Linked DNA regions of Ovis aries: region 1 is linked to region 2. The links are chromatin contacts, called in public Hi-C maps. All regions are on one chromosome and are shown on one strand. Each heading gives the region's core, a stretch centred on a gene start, on an enhancer-like site or on the middle of the called end of the contact. The rest is flanking DNA. Distances are from core to core; before and after follow the strand shown. Region 1 holds the start of STXBP1 (syntaxin binding protein 1). Region 2 holds the start of ST6GALNAC4 (ST6 N-acetylgalactosaminide alpha-2,6-sialyltransferase 4).

Evidence for each region. Hi-C and Micro-C count contacts between places; a contact is called where the count stands out from the background.
Region 1: a contact with region 2 is called in a Hi-C map of skin fibroblasts, with 2.7 times the contacts expected there. The contact joins the promoter of STXBP1 here to the promoter of ST6GALNAC4 in region 2. A contact is called at or near these places in 3 of 16 Hi-C or Micro-C datasets (omental adipose tissue, skin fibroblasts and tail adipose tissue).

What each region holds. Positions count from the first base shown.
Region 1 is chr3:8,577,457-8,580,908 of ARS-UI_Ramb_v3.0, forward strand. It overlaps STXBP1 (syntaxin binding protein 1), which reads right to left and starts at 1,450. Exons shown (of 19, transcript XM_012162474.4): 1 at 1,284-1,450. The coding sequence starts at 1,320.
Region 2 is chr3:8,304,350-8,308,126 of ARS-UI_Ramb_v3.0, forward strand. It overlaps ST6GALNAC4 (ST6 N-acetylgalactosaminide alpha-2,6-sialyltransferase 4), which reads left to right and starts at 1,917. Exons shown (of 7, transcript XM_042245663.1): 1 at 1,917-2,051; 2 at 2,478-2,563. The coding sequence starts at 2,552.

The sequences.
Region 1 (3,452 bases), core at 200-2,699, 270 kb after region 2:
ACCATTTTCCTTCTATTTCCTTTCTTATCCTCTCCCGCAGAGAAAAGTCCACTTTTAATTCTCTCTCGATTCCAAAAAAGACGGCAAAACCCACAGCAATCCTCTCCCGTTTTCTGTTAAAGATAACGGCCAAAATATTGAAGAGGCACTATTTGCCTGCACAAGATCGCCAAGCTTACTTAGCACCTGAGACGCCGTTTTCCAAATATGACCACCGTCAGCCCTCACTCCGCTGCAGCCCCACAATCTCCATCATCCATTTTTTAAAAATCCATTTACGTCAAGCCTTTCATCCAAACCACGAACAACTATTTCCTCCCTGTAACAGGGGTTTGCGCGGCCCGAAATCAAGCCCCGGCTGAGTCCTGCGAACAGGGAGTCCGTAGACTGCGGTGCTGGGCAGGGCAACTTCTCCCGCGCACCCTAGAGCTCTCCCAGTCTCCCGGGTGATTGAAGACGGTACAGGACCCTGAGAAGATCCCGCCCTCGAAGCCAAGACCCCGGCTCGGGAGGAGGAGCCGGGTGGCCTCGGCCCCGGCAGAGCCAAGCCTTTGGAAACAAACAGGCTTCTCTCCCGCTGCAAGGAGTTGGCCCCTGGGCGGGCGAGCGGCGCGCCTGAGCGCCGCGGCGCGCGGAGCCGGCGCTCCCAGGTGGGTCTCTGCGGCCGGGGACCGCGGCTCCGGCTCCAGGGGAGGGATCTAGGGGGAAGCGGGCAGGAGGACGCAGGCCGAGATCTGGCACGTCACGACTCCACGGAGGAGGGTGGGAAAGAGGGAGGGACTGGGGATGGAAAGAGGAGTGGAATAGAGGAGCTTGGGGGAATAAAGAAGGCGAGAGGAAGAGAGGGGGAAATGGGGAGAAGGCACTCGGGGTGAAGGAGGGGGATAGAGGAGAGGGTAACAGGCCGCAGGGGGGTAAAGGCGAGGTGAAGGGGGAGACGTGGAGCGATGGGAGTGGAGGGAGATGCAGGTGAAGACCCAAGAGAGGGATGGGGAGAAGAGGGGAGGGGTGCGACGAGGGGTCAGGGATGCGGCGAAGGCGCGGGGGAAGGAGGAGGAATGCGGGAAGAGCAGAGCGGGGGAAGAAGGGACGAGGGCCGCAGGAGGCCGGGAGGGACTTCCCTCCGGAGAAGGCGGCGCCGGGATAACGAGACCCTCCCAACCCGGGAGCCTCAGGCCGAGCGGGGAGCGAGAGGCCAGCGCGGAGGCGGCGAGGGGGGCGCGCTGCGGGCAGGTACCGAGCCGTAGCCGCCGCCTGCGGGGAGGAAACCCGACTCCACTTACTCTCTCCGACCACCGCCTTGAGGCCGATGGGGGCCATCGCGCCGCGCGAGTCTCTGGGCTCCTGGCCTCCTCACGCGACGCCCGCAGACACCGCCGCCTCCCCGGGTCGTCGGCGCGCTCGGCTGGATGCCGCCCGCCGCCCCTGCAGCCGCGGCTCGAGAACGACTGACGCGCGGGCGCGGCGCGGGGGTGCGGCGCGATCCAAGCCAGAGCGAGGCTGGCGACCCGCCGGCGCGCGCTCGGGGGCCGGCCCGGCGGGAGGGGCGGGGTCTCGCGCCAGCCGTCGGCGTCACCCGCGCACCTCCGCCAATCGCACTGCGGCCCGGAGGCTCGGCCCCGCCCCCCGAGATGCGGCTGGACGCGAGGCGGTCCCTGGCTGGCGAGAAAGCCGCGCCCTCCCCCTCACCTCACGCGCCGCGCGCGCGGCCTGGCTGTCGCGCGCTCCCGGCGCGCTGAGTCCTAAGGTCCTCTCCGCAGCCTCCGCACCAGAATCCCCGGGCTCCTGGGAGCTTTCCATCACTCCCCCCTTCACTACCCCTCGCCCACAAAAGGAACTCGGAAGCTAGATCTCTTATTAGTAGTACCCACTCCCCAAGACAACGTAACGTGAGCTTTATTTACCATCTCTATTTCTTTGGGTTCCCATATCCATAAATCCACCATCCACTGAGTCTTAGATGCATCAGCTTATTAAATCACAATAATTGGGCATTGTTTTTAATCTCCATTTTCAGGTGAAAAAAAAAATAGGCTCAGAAACTGAGCACTAGACTTTGTCTTAGGCTGTGCATCATTCATTCGCAAATATTTATTTTTCTCTCACTACTGTATGTAAACCACTGTTCTAGGCGTTGGATCTCCAACCATGTACACGGCAGACAGACATAATCCTAGTCTTTGGGCAACCAAACTCTAGAAATACCCAGGTCCCAAATCGAATAGGGCTATGCTGTGGAACAACTCTGGTCAGTATATCTTTCCTAGAGTCCAAGTTTACCAAAGTGGTCCCATGTCAGTTTTTGCTAGATTTAACTTATGGGGGAGATCGCTTCTGAAACATGAGATAGGGCTCCCCTCTGACTTCAAAGAAAAATGAGTTAAGCCAATCAAAAGTCAAAAAGGACAAGAGAACTAGTCTTAAAAATCAATGAATGCTTATTACATTCTTGGAATAGCTCTGTGAGCTAGGTCCTTTTCTTAATATTGTTAAGAAATATAACATTTTAGAGATGAAGAAATTGAGATTCAGGGAAGATAAGTGCCTTGCTAAAATCCGTCTAGTCAAGGCTATGGTTTTTCCTGTGATCATGTATGGATGTGAGAGTTGGACTGTGAAGAAGGCTGAGTGCCGAAGAATTGATGCTTTTGAAGTGTGGTGTTGGAGAAGACTCTTGAGAGTCCCTTGGACTGCAAGGAGATCCAACCAGTCCATTCTGAAGGAGATCAGCCCTGGGATTTCTTTGGAAGGAATGATGCTAAAGCTGAAACTCCAGTACTTTGGCCACCTCATGAGAAGAGTTGACTCATTGGAAAAGACTCTGATGCTGGGAGGGATTGGGGGCAGGAGGAGAAGGGGACGACAGAGGATGAGATGGCTGGATGGCATCACTGACTTGATGGACGTGAGTCTGAGTGAACTCTGGGAGTTGGTGATGGACAGGGAGGCCTGGCGTGCTGCGATTCATGGGGTCGCAAAGAGTCGGACACGACTGAGCAACTGAACTGAACTGAATAGGTGACAAATGAAAGATCTAATTTTACAATCTGAATTCTGAACCATTATTTTCTACTGACTACTAAAGAAGTTGAGGCCTAGAGGTCACATGGTGAACACTGCAGAAGCCAGAACAAGGGGCCACACGTCCTAGTTCAGCCACCAGCCCCAGGGCAGGAAGATCTGACCATCTTCTCATTCTCATCCCAGTCTACCCTAACAGAACCTTCCTATGGGTTCCTAGAGAGGGACAGTGTTTATGTGTCGTCTCTTAATATCTGGTCTCTGCTTTTTACCCAGGGAAGGTACTGATAGCCTTGGGCTGCCTTTGGAAAAGTAGGAGATAGTTTGTAAATTGCAGGGACCTAGGACACACCAGAGATGCCACGTAGTCCCTCCTTGACGTGTCAACAGATATTGCCCTCAAAGAGCCAGTAATCTAGCTTAGGAGACAG
Region 2 (3,777 bases), core at 667-3,166:
CCATCTGCAGTGATTTTGGAGCCCCCCCAAAATAAAGTCTGCCACTATTTCCACTGTTTCCCCATCTATTTGCCATGAAGTGATGGGACCAGATGCCATGATCTTCGTTTTCTGAATGTTGAGCTTTAAGCCAACTTTTTCACTCTCCTCTTTCACTTTCATCAAGAGGCTTTTTAGTTCCTCTTCACTTTCTGCCATAAGGGTGGTGTCATCTGCATATCTGAGGTTATTGATATTTCTCCCGGCAATCTTGATTCCAGCTTGTGCTTCGTCCAGCCCAGTGTTTCTCATGATGTACTCTGCATAGAAGTTAAATAAGCAGGGTGACAATATACAGCCTTGACATACTCCTTTTCCTATTTGGAACCAGTCTATTGTTCCATGTCCAGTTATAACTGTTGCTTCCTGGCCTGCCTACAGATTTCTCAAGAGGCAGGTCAGGTGGTCTGGTATTCCCATCTCTTTCAGAATTTTCCACAGTTTATTGTGATCCACACAATCAAAGGCTTTGGCATAGTCAATAAAGCAGAGATAGATGTTTTTCTGGAACTCTCTTGCTTTTTCAATGATCCAGCAGATGTTGGCAATTTGATACCAGCATTATGGGCTTTTCCAATGAGTCAGCTCTTCACATCAGGTGGCCAAAGTACTGGAGCTTTAGCTTCTGCATCAGTCCTTCCAATGAATATTCAGGGTTGATTTCCTTTAAGATTGACTGGTTTGATCTTCTTGCAGTCCTGCAGACTCTTAAGAGCCTTCTCTAGTACCATAGTTGGAAAGCATCAATTCTTCAGTGGTCAGCCCTCTTTATAGTCCAACTCTTTGCCTGCTAATTGTGTACAATAAACCAAGTGACTCATGAATTGAATATTGGTTATGTTTTGTTTATCCCCAGTCCTGTGATTCTAGCCTGGTCTTACCGCTGGACCCTGCAACAAAATAGGGGCATTTGGGAGTTGAAAGTAGGTGGTCAGAGCCCTGGCTTTGCAGTGACTGCCCAGTTCAAATCTTGCTTCTGCCACAAGATGCCCCCACTTTGAGGTAGGTTCTATCATCAACAGAGGAGAAAAACTGAGGCTCATCTGAGGTAGTCCAGGTAAGGATGCCAGAAAGAGTCGGACATGACTGAGCAACTAACACACACAGTTACACTGGACTTTCAGATTTCTAACATGATTAGTGGCTGCTTTCCTGCGTAGTTCAACCGGTAAAGAATCTGCGTGCACTGCTGGAGACCTGGGTTCGATACCTGGGTAGGGAAGATCCCCTGGAGAAAGAATTGGCAACCCATTCCAGTATTCTTGCCTGGAGAATCCCATGAACAGAGGAGCCTGGCGGGCTACAGTCCACAGGGTTGCAAGAGTCGGACGCGACTTAGCGCTATCTTTCTTTCTTTTCTGAAATTCCAATATAAGTGCGCATCCGGTATTTTACTCGGCTACATCCGGCAACCCTATCAAGCTTGAAATCTGGAGCTGCCTGAGCCTAAAACCCCACTTGATAATCCCTGAAGCTCCCCACCCGCAAACTTCAGAAATGGAGAAATTCCAGTCCGGACCACAACAGAGCGACAAGGCACACAAGGCACCCTCTAGGTCTTTCCTCTGGGGGGCCGTCCACCCCCGCACCGCCCCCCCAACCCCCCCACCCGCAGGAGCTTGGGAGATGCGTTGAAAGGCGGAAGAGAAGAGATGCCGGAGCTGAGACTCCGCCCTTAGCTGCTGAGGCCGGGCCCAGACCCTGCGGCCTCTCCGCCCCCGCCCACTCCCACGCCCACCGTGCACGCCCCACCCGAGGCGCGCTCGTAGGTCCCGCCCAGCCCCGCCCCCAGCCCCGCCCCCGGAGCCTTCTCCTCTTCCCCGTCCTAGCAAACCCCGCCCCCGCCGGCGGCGGCGCACAATGAGTTTCCAGCCTCCAGAAGCTGAGGCAACGGGGACGGCGACGCCTCAGCCCCGGGGCTCCGGCTTCCTGCCCCGTCCGTCCCGCCCGCGGGCCATGGAGCTCCGAGCAACAGAGGGGGAGCAGCCGGCGCATCCCCGCCTGCCCTCCAGGTTAGCGCCCGAGCGGTGAGGGGTCGGTGGGATCTGGCAGTGGGGTGGAGAGCCCTTGTCCCGTCCAGCCCCAGGCCTCTCTGTTAGTGAGTTAGGCGTTGATGGGAGTCTAGGCTCCAGGCTCCTGCTGCTTATCTGACCCAGAATGGATGCGGTGGCCTTGAGCCCTGGGCTTCTCTTGTCTACCTCTCCTTCCCCATCTGTGCAATGGGGACTGGGTTGGCGGGAGGTTTCAGCTCCTTTAGGAAGAGATTACAGCTCCTTTAGGATGGGGACGGTGCTTGCCTCGTGTTTGGGGACTTGAGGGCGAGTGATTCCCAGAAGCCGTCTGCCCTGACCCAGGCCTGTATCCTCCCCTGCCTCAGTATCCCTGGGCAGTTTCCTCGGAGGCCTGGGACCCAGCTCTGAGTATCTGGGTCTTGGCAGGTCCCTGGCTCCCATCCCTTCCCAGCCTGATCCCGGGAGGCAGCAGCCACTGGCTACTGAGCGGCAGTGACAGCATGAAGGCTCCGGTAAGTGGCAGAAGGAGGAAGGCTCACAGGGGAGGTGGCTTCCGGCCCAGTGGCTTCTCCCCCCAACCCCCCAACTCCCCACCCCAGGGCTGACTGTCACTTCTGATTCCACTGCTCCTGAGCTGAAGGAGACCGGCAGACCAGCCTCAAAGTCCAGCCCTGATCTGGCAGGCTATGTGGCCCCAGGCAAGTGGCATTCCCTCTCTGGTTTCAGTATTTTGCTCCTCTTCTATGTATAATGGAGATAATAGTACTGCCTCCTATGAGCATCCAGGGGTCACCCAGGTGAGGCATCTCCCTGGGAGCAGGGTATGTTGTGAAAGTTCAGTTTAGCAGAGTCTTGAGTTTATTCAGGAGCCCCTGGCGAGAGCCTTGAATGTTGTGGGAAGTCAGCCGTGGCTGCCTGAATCAAGGTCTCTGGGTCCCTGCAGGCAGGGAACCAGGTGCCAAGCACAGCTTGAGGCCTCAGGGGCTGAACCCCCTCCTCCGCACAGCTGGTCTCACAGAGATTTATTTTTAGGAGCTGAAGTGGCTTGTGGGCAGAAAAGGGAGGGCCTCTGACAGGATATGCCCAAGGAGGGGACTGGTGGGGGCTACTTTTTCACCTCTGATTTTCAGAGAGCCCCAGCCAGCTGCCAGCTGGTTCCTGAGGCCAAGGGACCTGTGTCTTAGGCAGGCTGGGGACCGGTTAGAGCCCAGAGAGACACAGGTGGTGACCAAGGTGGCCCAGCACACAATGGCAGGCCAGGGTTGCGTCCCCCCATCAGGCAGCCCCTCCTTGAAGGCTCGGTGGAGGTATTCACTACATCCGCCAGCCGGGCAAGGGGCCAGGAGGGCTTCCTGGTTCACGTGGCCTCTGGGGACGTGGTTTCTGCAGGAGGGAGCCTCAAGGCTGCAGCTCTCAGTTCTTGAAACCGTTTGCTGAGTGACGCTTCCCTATATCCCCTTCTACTGTCTCTTTACTCACAGGTCTGCTGACCCAGGTCATGGTCATCAGCTGGGGGAGGGGACGGCTCTGGGTGTGCGGGACAGCCTGAAGCCGGGGTCTGAAGGGAACTGGTGGCCCTCCTGCTGGGCCATGCCTGTCCTCATGTGCACAGCACTTTATGGTAGTCCTTCGGCTGCTGTCCTCAGAGTGAGTTCCCACTGTGGGTAGTATCAGTTTCATAGAGGAAGCAGGCCCAGAGACATAGACAGGTATGCCCAAGGCTGCA